Regions from separate parts of the Anas platyrhynchos genome. Here regions 2 and 3 are each linked to region 1. Evidence: chromatin contacts called from public Hi-C data. All regions are on one chromosome and are shown on one strand. Each heading gives the region's core, a stretch centred on a gene start, on an enhancer-like site or on the middle of the called end of the contact. The rest is flanking DNA. Distances are from core to core; before and after follow the strand shown. Region 1 has its middle 22 kb from the start of MAL2. Region 2 has its middle 15 kb from the start of CCN3. Region 3 overlaps COLEC10 (collectin subfamily member 10).

Region 1 (3,184 bases), core at 299-2,798:
TGCAGATACATCCATACACAGTCCCATGATGTACCCCAATTCTCTACCAGTGAGTTCTGCAGCATCTTCAGAGAAGAACACTCCTTGTTGAGCACTGGTCTCCAGTCCAGGTCTTCCAGTATTGCTCAGGACCACATGAAATTCAGAAGTTAAGACAGATGCCAACAGGGAGAGCAAGACATGGTGTTGCCTATTTCACTGTCCTTAGCATCCCTGCCTGGGGTCGGTGAGGTGTGGGGGCCTGTTGCCCTGTGTGTACTGATGTGTGCACAGACGTGGCTTGCAAACAGGTGTGTGATGAGCATGAGGCACATCTCATCTCTTGGACCTTCTTCCATTACACTTGGTTATGGGATACTTTAAAAATGAGGTACCATCTGTGCACTGGGATGCCTTACCTGCCCTCCCACCCTGCATCCAGTCAGGAAAGTCCAGCTTGGAGTCTGAGCCCATATTTAGGTATGGCAATGTGCACAACAGTCATAATTCAGGTCTCTGAGGAGCTTGCCTTTCATGACTTAAAAAAGCTATGGTGTGGAGCCTTTTACATCAGATACACGCTTTCAAAAATAGGTCCTAAATTTAGCTCGTGTGGCATGTTGCTCCTGTTGATGCACTACATTCTCCTGGTAAAGTTTTCTGCTCCTCTGTGGATAAAACCTGTGAAGAACTGCTCAGAAGATAATCTACAGTCTGCTCTACCAGTCTAGTGTAGCTTTCTTACAGCATACTAGAAAAAAAAATAATAAAATAACAGCACTAAGTCTCAGGCCAAGTGTCATATGAGGTAAGAAAGTCTATCTGACATAATTTCTTTCTTAGAAACTTTTGGTGTTGAAAGTCTTCAAACTCTGGCACTTTGCCAGAGTCCACAATCCCCACCACAAAATTAGAAGATATGTAGAAAAGAAGTCCCTTTCCAGGAATGACACAAACAGCAAAGAACACAGTGAGAGGGGAAAAAAATCTCCCAAGAGAAGTGTTCAAGACAGATTAGAGAGAACATTTCCCTTTTAACTTATAGGGTACTGAGGATTTGGCCATACATTTTTGGTGAGTCTTACAGAAATTATTTTCTGATTATAACTCTCGGACCTGAGCTCTGCTCTTCCCGCAACTGATTGTTTCCCAGAAATTACATTTTTCTTATTTCAGTTTGGTTTCTTTGATACCGAGCTGCCTGAAACCAAGAGTCAGAGCAGAAGGAAGAACTAAAATAGGTGCCTAGCTCTGAAGAAAGTTTTTTCCCTTTTTTTGCAGGTACCAAAATTTAGGAATTGACTAAAACATCTTAAACACAACATTTTCTACCCAGGCAGATCCAGGCAAATTCCAGCTGGGCTGACTGCTCTTCTGTTTGTTTGAATTTTACAGTATCGTTTTAGGCCACTTAACATAAAAGAATCTGCTGCTGCAAAAAACACTGCACAGTTTCAATTCACATTTGCAGTTCATTTGTTCATTGCTCTCAAGGAGACGAGCTGTTTTTCTTTTCTCTGTTGAAGTTTATTATACTGTGGGCAAAACATCAAAGGGGAGAGCTGGCCTAAGCTGTGGAGCAAGCCACAAGGGGCACACTGTTACACTGGAACAGTCAATATTTTTCAAATGCTAAAGATAGGAAATATTTTAAACCCTTTTTTTCCCCTTTCTGCTGGATGTGCTGCTTCATATGCCCCTCCTGTGTCCTGAAAAGGCTGCCAGCTCCCCTTGGGACAGGTGTCCTTCACGGGGCCAGGATGGGACATGCAGCAGCATCCTTCAGACAGGAGCAGCAGTGGGGTGGAGACGTCCCAAACTGCTGTTGGAGGCAGGCTTGCATGAGACTGCATCCGGGGACAGCTGTCAGCACATCATGTGCTGCGAGAAGAGGGGAAAATCCAAGCTGATAGTGGCTAGTAATGACACTATAATCCAAGGACTGGACCATGTTTTACAGCTATTAAAATTTTAACTTGAACCTGTCTTAGGTAGAAATGAGAAAAGCATAGAGAAGGTTCGGGGGGGTCTAATCAATGAGTATAAATACCTGAAGGGAGGGTGCAAATGGATCCAGGCTCTTTTCAGTGGTGCCCAGTGCCAGGACAAGAGGCAATGGGCACAAACAGGAACACAGGAGGTTCCCCTGAATGTCAGGAAGCATTTCTGTGCTGTGCGGGTGACCAAGCACTGGCACAGGATGCCCAGAGAGGCTGTGGAGCCTCCTCTTTGGAGATCTTCTAGAGCCACCTGGACGTGATCCTGGGCACCCTGCTTTGGGTGTCCCTGCTTGATTTGGGGTGGGACCGGATGGACCCCAGAGGGCCCTGCCAGCCTCAGCCATTCTGTAATTGTGTAATTTTGTCATGGATATTCTCTAGACATTTGGTAACAGAAGACAAGGGCACATTGGGAAGACAGCCATCAGCTGAAGTTCACTGATGTTACCTTGCGAATACAAGACTGCTTTATGGGCTATGGTGTAACTTCAGCATGGACGTGTGTTTGTGAGCCATTTCGGTCCTGATGAGTGTCTGTTTAATGATCTCTTCTGACAAAGGGAGAGGGGAGTTTAAACCCCTTAGGTGACAGGGGCCTGAAATACCACTTGATCAGGGGAGACCTTTTATCACAAGAGTGTTGCACAGAAAGGTAAAGGAAATTACTTCTCCTTAGACCTTGTTCTGGTGAAATTCTTCCCCCTCTAGCTACAGGCTTTGTTTATGTGTGTTACCAGCACAGTGCCTTGAGCTAGAAGGTCACTTATCTCCCTTTGGATTTACATGACATTATTGCTGAAGCCAGCAGGATGGAAAATGGAAAGCTTCCAGACCCATATCATCTCCTGTTAAAGACAACCCAGGCTGCCTCTTCACAGAATACAGTCTCACTGAATCCCGTGGCAGTTTGCTACCCTTTAATGCACACTCAAATACAAGATACTCTCTGAGGGAAGAGTGATATTGTGAAGGTCTCTGAAACACTGCTGCTAAAAGCCTGCTCCCTTCTGCCTGGCACACATCTGAGCCAGGGGCTCAGGGGCTCTCTCCTGACTGTGGTGGTTGTTTTCTTCCAGCTATTTCAGAGCATCCTCACCTGCTCCATCTGCTTGTGGCCTTCTGGGACAGACATTGCTGGCAGCCAGTGGGTGGTTACCCACCCTCACGGTGCTGCTGGGTAAAGAAAAACGAAGCATAAAGGTTGA
Region 2 (3,184 bases), core at 400-2,899, 52 kb before region 1:
GTGTGGCTGATCTGGCCTTATTTCAGAGATAATGTGGATTGGTTTGGATTTGGAGATAACGTGGATTGGATATAGCTTGCTTTGCTGTCTGTCTGCAAGGGAAAACCAATTCCTACTGCCTTGGCCCCTGTCATCTTGGCTTGTTGCCATACAGCCTCCACCAGTTGCTATTTTGGATCACCTCTGTTATACCCAGTGCAGCCAATATCCTCCAAGAGGGTTTCTTGGGGTTCACAGTAGTTGTTTTGACCACAGTTTGCAGGTACAATGCAAGTTCCTGGTTGCTTTCTCCCATGGAGATTGTAACATCAAGATTCAGCTCAAAGCATATAAGAAGTGAGAATGATTAGGGAGCCTGTCTGGATTACATCTCACCCATACAGCATTATCTGTGGCATTCCTAGTTTGGGAAGGCTTGAATATGAAATGCTATTGTTTATTATTATTATTTATTAAATTGATTTCATTTTTACTATAGGTGTTTCCTTTCGTGCCAATCATTTTTTCAGGCTGGTTCCCTGATCTCCTGTGCATTAGAGAGGCTCTGTTGACTTTCCACAATGTGCTTTGAAGTAAAGTTCAATCAGGATAAGTCCCTGTGTTGTGCCAGGCTCTAGCTCACTGTTGTCCCTTGTTCTTACGTGCCATCTGCATGCCCTCTGCCCTTGGCTGAAGCTTTCCCTTCCCCACAGGCTTCCTGCACATTCCTTTCTGTGTGGTTACATGAACCTCTCCATCCGAAATCCGGCTGGGTGAGGGATTTTCATTTCATGGAAATACGGGAAGCTACGGTGCCTAATGGCACAAGACCCTGCCAAGTGACATTAATAGGCTTGCACTAAGGTCTAAGAATTTCTTCCAGGAGTTCTTTTCTATGAAATTGAGTTTACCCCAGGCCACAAGACACCATCTGCAAACTGCACGGATCGCAGGGGGCATAAAATGTACATTGGCTGGTGTTGGCTGTGCTGCATGCGGCGTCACATAACTGCAGGGGTGAAGATACCTTTCCAGTGGTAGCACGTTACAAAGGTTGCACGGTTGTTCCCCTTCCCAGCTGCCATACGATATTGTTCTAGTTCCCCGTGGCTCAGCAGGCTGCTACTACAGCTGTGGCTTGAGCAGCTCAGGGTCGCTAATAGGTGGCAAACATGGGCAGGCAGCTCTGTGGGGTACTGAGGGAGCACAGCCCACTTGGCCTGGCACTGTTAGCACCGCGCTGTGCAGTACAGCCCTGAGCTTCAGGGACAGGGTGCTGCGGCCTCCCTTCACCACACTGCTCAGCACACAGGCATGTGAACCTCCTGCACTTAAGAAGTGCCACATCTTCCAGCGGTCACTTCATCTGCTAGCTGTAGAGTGGGGATGATCTGTAAGCCATTCTTCCCTGCCAGGAATCTCAAGAACTCAAAAATGTGTGACGGTGAACATCTAGAAGCTCCCACATTGGACAGTGGTTACCCCCCATGACCTGGTGGCTGTGCAAGCAGCCCTGCTCTTGGCTCTGCAGCATCGTCCTGCATTGCAGCCCTGTTGCAATCCCTCACTTTTTTTTTAAGCCATGGAAACTGAGGCAAACAAAGGCTGAGTAAGTCAACCAGTGCTACACAGCAAGCCTGTGGCAGAACTGGGAACCGAACGCAGACTTTCTGACTCCCAGTCCTGGGCTGGAGCTACCCACTGAACTCTGACGTGGGACGAAGTGAATCTCACCAGAGACTTCAGATAACCACAGTTTAATTTGGTTTCTCTGTGCTCCATACCCTGGGGAGATAGCAGACCTCTGGCCACGAAAGGCAAGTTATTGAGAGATTTACTGTTAATTCCTCCTTATGAGGTCCATCTTGTTATGTTTGGAGTTGCCATAGGTTTCTGTTTGTTTTGTCTGTTTTTTTTTGCATGTGGGGCTTGTGTGTTTTATTAAGCCCTTGGCTAGTATCTTGTGCATGTTTAAGATTTTATAAAGGTTTCTTTCGAGGTTATTCATTATAGCTTTCAAAGGTGGCCTATTCTGCAGGCTTGCTATTGAATGACAATCTTTGACAAACTGGTGTCTCACAGAGGGGAGAAGACTGTTTCTCATATGCTCATAATTAGTATTCCCAAGGGTTCCCTAGCTGCTTTTCATAGCTCCGCATCCACATTGACCTTGAACTTTGAGTGCTCCAGGGCTTCTTGAAGCACAGTCACTGGAGAGGTAGACTAAGAGAGAAACCTCCTTTTATTTTCATCACTTAAAAAAATAGATGACTTCCAAGAGATATCTTGCTAGTACTTTGTATTCTTGACTCTGCCACTGATCTGCTGATGACCATGGGGAAGGCAGTTGAACCCTCTGTTTCACTGGGCCTTTTCTCTCTTGTTTGCTAGTGCTGTGGGCAATGGAAGGTTTTTGGCAACCTTAGTTACTGCTCTGACATTTTTCATGATGTGGTAGTCATGTCTTAAAAAAATTCTTTCAGACATACAAAAGAGAAATAATCGTGTTGGGAAAAAAGTTCTGGAGTGTGTTGAACATTCTATAACAAAGAATATTTTTTTAGTACGAGTATATATTTTGGGGTTCAATGTGCATCAAAACACAACTGAAATTTAGAAAGATTTTTCCTTTGATCTACTTCATGTTAAGCATGCAGTAAAGGTTTTTTGGTTGATTTAAATTTTGGAGGAACTGTTTTTGTTATTTCACTCGTTATACAGAAGCAAGAGCATTGTTTCATTTAGCAGATTTCCTTCCTCTGGAAAATGTTGACTTTCATCCTAACTGCAATTATTAACATTAAACAAGAAATCTTAAAAGGATATGAGTCGATAACAACTGTGAAAAGATTAATATTTCCTCCAAGCTTGAAGACAAATTGCCTACACTCTTTTTGCAGATGTCCCTTTTTTCACTAAAAACAGAGTTCTAAGTAGTGTGTGTAATAGTTTTTCAACTGCCTCCCCCTCGTGGTCAATATGGAAAACATTTGGAAATGTTGAAAAACTGGGTAAAGCTCAGCACTTGCATTTGAATTGAGTCCTTTTAGAAGGAGACTTTCAAATGCTGAACAAATGTGAATTAAGTCGACAACGTATCAGTTCTTTCCAGGAACAAAAACTCCAAGTAACCTTAAATGAGAGTGAAGATACCACAAAGAACTTGATCTGCAACTGCAGCTGGGTTGGTTGAGACTCTGTCTCT
Region 3 (3,184 bases), core at 262-2,761, 52 kb after region 1:
GAGCCAGTAGCTGAAGCATAGCCATTTCTCTACCTGTTCATATTCCTGCAAGCTGATTCACTTCTTCTGTGTGACAGATTTAAATTATCAGAATATTTAAGTTAATACATGAAACAATAAGATGCTAGACTCTTCCAGCTTGGGACTGTGCAAGACAGAACAAAAGAGGAAATGATAAGCAGTAAATGGCTTCTGCAGCCATTAGAAAACTGTAACTGTAATTGAGCGAGAGAAAGCCCAGTCCTTTCTTCTCCTATAAACAAGCTCAGGGAAATGCTGAAGGTCTAATAATCAGCAGGATTTTTAGGCAGTTGAAAGGATCTCTGCCTCTTTAGAAGTTTCACTGAACAATGCAATGTTGAGAGGTTACATTTGGTAAGAATGCAATTAGCAAGAATTTACTGACCTTCGGGTGATTTATATTTCCTTCCTCAGCCTTTTGTTGGCAGTTTATCTGGTTTGTATTCATGAGCGGAGGAAGTTTTCAGGTTAAATTGTTCACATATGTTTAGTGGCTCCCCAAGCCTCACGATCGGGGGCTGACCCCGGATCTTGGAGAATCACACTGTAATCCCCAGGGATTGCAGAGGCCACGCTTATCTGGAGATGCAGCCCTAATCTGGGCGAGAGCAGATCTGCAGGCTGTGTGGGGTCTAAAGCTGGGAGGGGTCTTCTAACAGGGTTTAGGCATGTTTTTCTCCAGGAACACTTAGTAACCAGCCTCTTCACTCACAGCTCTGATGAGACACCCTGGCTCCACACAGGGTTTTACTGAGACATCTCTCCAGGTGTTCTGACAAGCCATGGCCTCAGGTCAGCTGCAATTCCTGTCTCCTGACCAAAAATACTCCATAAATGTTAATGTTTCTTAAGCCTCTCCTTTACAGTGAATCAATTAAATGCTTCCTCTGAAGAAAAAGAAGGACAAAGCCTATTCTCAGTAGAGCCCTCCCAACAGTCCCAGGTTCAGCTCCCTTAGCCTGCAGGCTCAGCATGCTTCACAGCCCCGGGTACCTTCCTCCACGATCCCTGGGCATGCCCCCCATTTCAGCTGATAGAAGCTCTGCCTTTGGTGGGCTAAAGCACAGTTCTCCTCCTACATCAGATAGTCTGAACAGAAAAAAGGACACACCATGTACAGTCTGCAGCCTACTGACTCTGAGCCTTTGCAGCACTTGGATGCGTACTCTCTCTGTTGAGAAGTTTGGTCACCAGAGGGAGTCGCAGACTCCAAGAAACAAATAAATAAATAAATAACCAACACCAAAACAGTTTGTCTTTCCATTGTACAAGCATGTCACAGTTACGTCAATGGAAAGACTGAAGATTTCCTCTAATTTCACTTTCGTTGTCTTTTAGACACTTAGCAAATTTCCCGTAGCTGAGGGGGTTCTTGTTTCCAAGCTGCATGCGATTAGTGAGGACATGATTTCTTGTCCTGCCCTGGAGTAAAATGATATAATCTGGCTGGAATCGATCTGACGTGATGTGCCCTTCCCTGTCTTTCCTCCTCCTGTCTGACCTCAGCACTGACTTGTGTACTTCTGTCCCAATTTGGGTGATTTTGAGCACTCTTCTGACCCTGTGTTTAATGAATTATTGGAATGAAGAGGGAAATACCAGTAAGGCAAATAAAAGTGCACATTTTTAATAAGCTGGAGGACTCTGATGAATATACAGCCGAGCCAGTGCAAGGTGAAGGTAAGATCATGCAGTCTGAATGGTGGAAGAAAAAGATATTGGGCCTCCCCTTTTGGAGAAAAAAAACCAACAGATCAGTCCAGCTGTAGTGTGTAACTTCACCCATAGCCTCTCTTCCAAGTGCCCTGCAGGGAACATGCAAGGCTCCACAGGTTGCATTATGAGAATAGAAGTGTTTTGCTCACAATTTCTTGGTTACTCTTTTCTTTACCCAGCTCCAAGTTAGACAGCAGGGCCCCAGTCACCTTCCCGGGTGAAATGGAAAGAATCTTCAGGAATAAATTGGATTATCTGCTCACTTTTCTGCTTTCCACTTATAAGGAGATATTGTCTTCACTAGAAATACCCACTTCTACTGCATTGCATGAGCCACACTCAGACCCTCACTTGGTTCTGTGAAGCTCCGCTTATCTGGATTACTTGGAAGTGTGGGCCTTTGTGCACAGATGGGACATATATTGTGTCTTTAATAACACAGAAATAATTTAAATTGTTTCTGATTCATCTTTCACTTGATCTGTCCCAATTTAAGCTTCTCCACCTGATCCCTTGCCATTATGATGTGATCTCAAAGACCCATGGGTTACGGTGATTTGGGTGAGGAATCAAACCAACATGAATAAGAAATACAGACCTGATATCTTCTGAATTTGTATTTAAGTGCCCACATATATGCTTTATAACTCAGGCTGATAAACATCAGAAACTTAACATGTGCTAAAATACATGAAGGCTAAAATTCATGACAAAATAGAATTATGTGTTGATTATAAAGGGCTCTTCAGATCAAATGTGAGGTGCTAAGAGGGAAGCTTAGTTGTAGGTTTGAACAGTCTATAGGATGTGGTAAGGCACTTTATATTTTCGGAAGAAAATGTGGATAGCAGCATATCTGGTTTCTGAGAGAGTTTTAGATTTTCCAGGAGTGGAATTGCGTAAGCGCAATTAAAGCTGAGAGATGGACAGCTATACTGGAGACCACAGTAAATGCTATTTTGAGGAGCCAGCCAAAGTCATAGAGTTTATAAACATCATTTGTCAGCAATAATAGTAAGGAAATGCTTTCCATCTGAATTGCTATGGGAAACTCCCAATACTCTTCAGATTTCATCTCATTCCAGTTTCTCAACCTGGGCCTGATTCAAGGCCTTTGAAGTTCCTGTGTCTGGATTTCAAAGGAAGTGATCTGGGACCTGATAGCAAGATAGCAAGACAGCAAAATCTGGAGTCAATGCTCAGACACTCCCCCAAATTCATGTGAAATCAGCTCGAGCCTTGCTCTGCACTTCTGCAATGCCAGCCTTATTCTTCTCCCCCTGCTCAAGCTTTTGTTAGGAGTTTAGTCATCAAAGTTTTGGGCTCTCAGTTTATTTCTGCCCTCATGTTGTTGCTTATTGATTTACTCAGGCTGGAGCATGGATTGACAGCTGGTGCTTTTCCTCTCACAGTGTTTGCTGCTGCCTTCCCATAGTTTCTGGTTCCT

The links. A called contact is a pair of places that touch in the nucleus more often than the background predicts.
Region 2: a Hi-C map of skeletal muscle shows a contact between it and region 1, with 2.6 times the contacts expected there. The contact joins two enhancer-like sites. A contact is called at or near these places in 2 of 8 Hi-C or Micro-C datasets (skeletal muscle and subcutaneous adipose tissue).
Region 3: a contact with region 1 is called in a Hi-C map of skeletal muscle, with 2.2 times the contacts expected there. The contact joins two enhancer-like sites. A contact is called at or near these places in 2 of 8 Hi-C or Micro-C datasets (liver and skeletal muscle).

The regions. Positions count from the first base shown.
Region 1 is chr2:13,685,308-13,688,491 of IASCAAS_PekinDuck_T2T, forward strand. No RefSeq gene overlaps it. Among named protein-coding and RNA genes, the nearest start is that of MAL2, 22 kb to the right of the region's middle. Within about 2 kb of position 1,549, at least 1 of the 8 cell types and tissues checked has an H3K27ac peak or open chromatin away from gene starts, as enhancers often do.
Region 2 is chr2:13,633,487-13,636,670 of IASCAAS_PekinDuck_T2T, forward strand. No RefSeq gene overlaps it. Among named protein-coding and RNA genes, the nearest start is that of CCN3, 15 kb to the right of the region's middle. Within about 2 kb of position 1,650, at least 2 of the 8 cell types and tissues checked have an H3K27ac peak or open chromatin away from gene starts, as enhancers often do.
Region 3 is chr2:13,737,235-13,740,418 of IASCAAS_PekinDuck_T2T, forward strand. The region is part of intron 1 of COLEC10 (collectin subfamily member 10); the gene reads right to left. Among named protein-coding and RNA genes, the nearest start is that of COLEC10, 5.7 kb to the right of the region's middle. Within about 2 kb of position 1,512, at least 1 of the 8 cell types and tissues checked has an H3K27ac peak or open chromatin away from gene starts, as enhancers often do.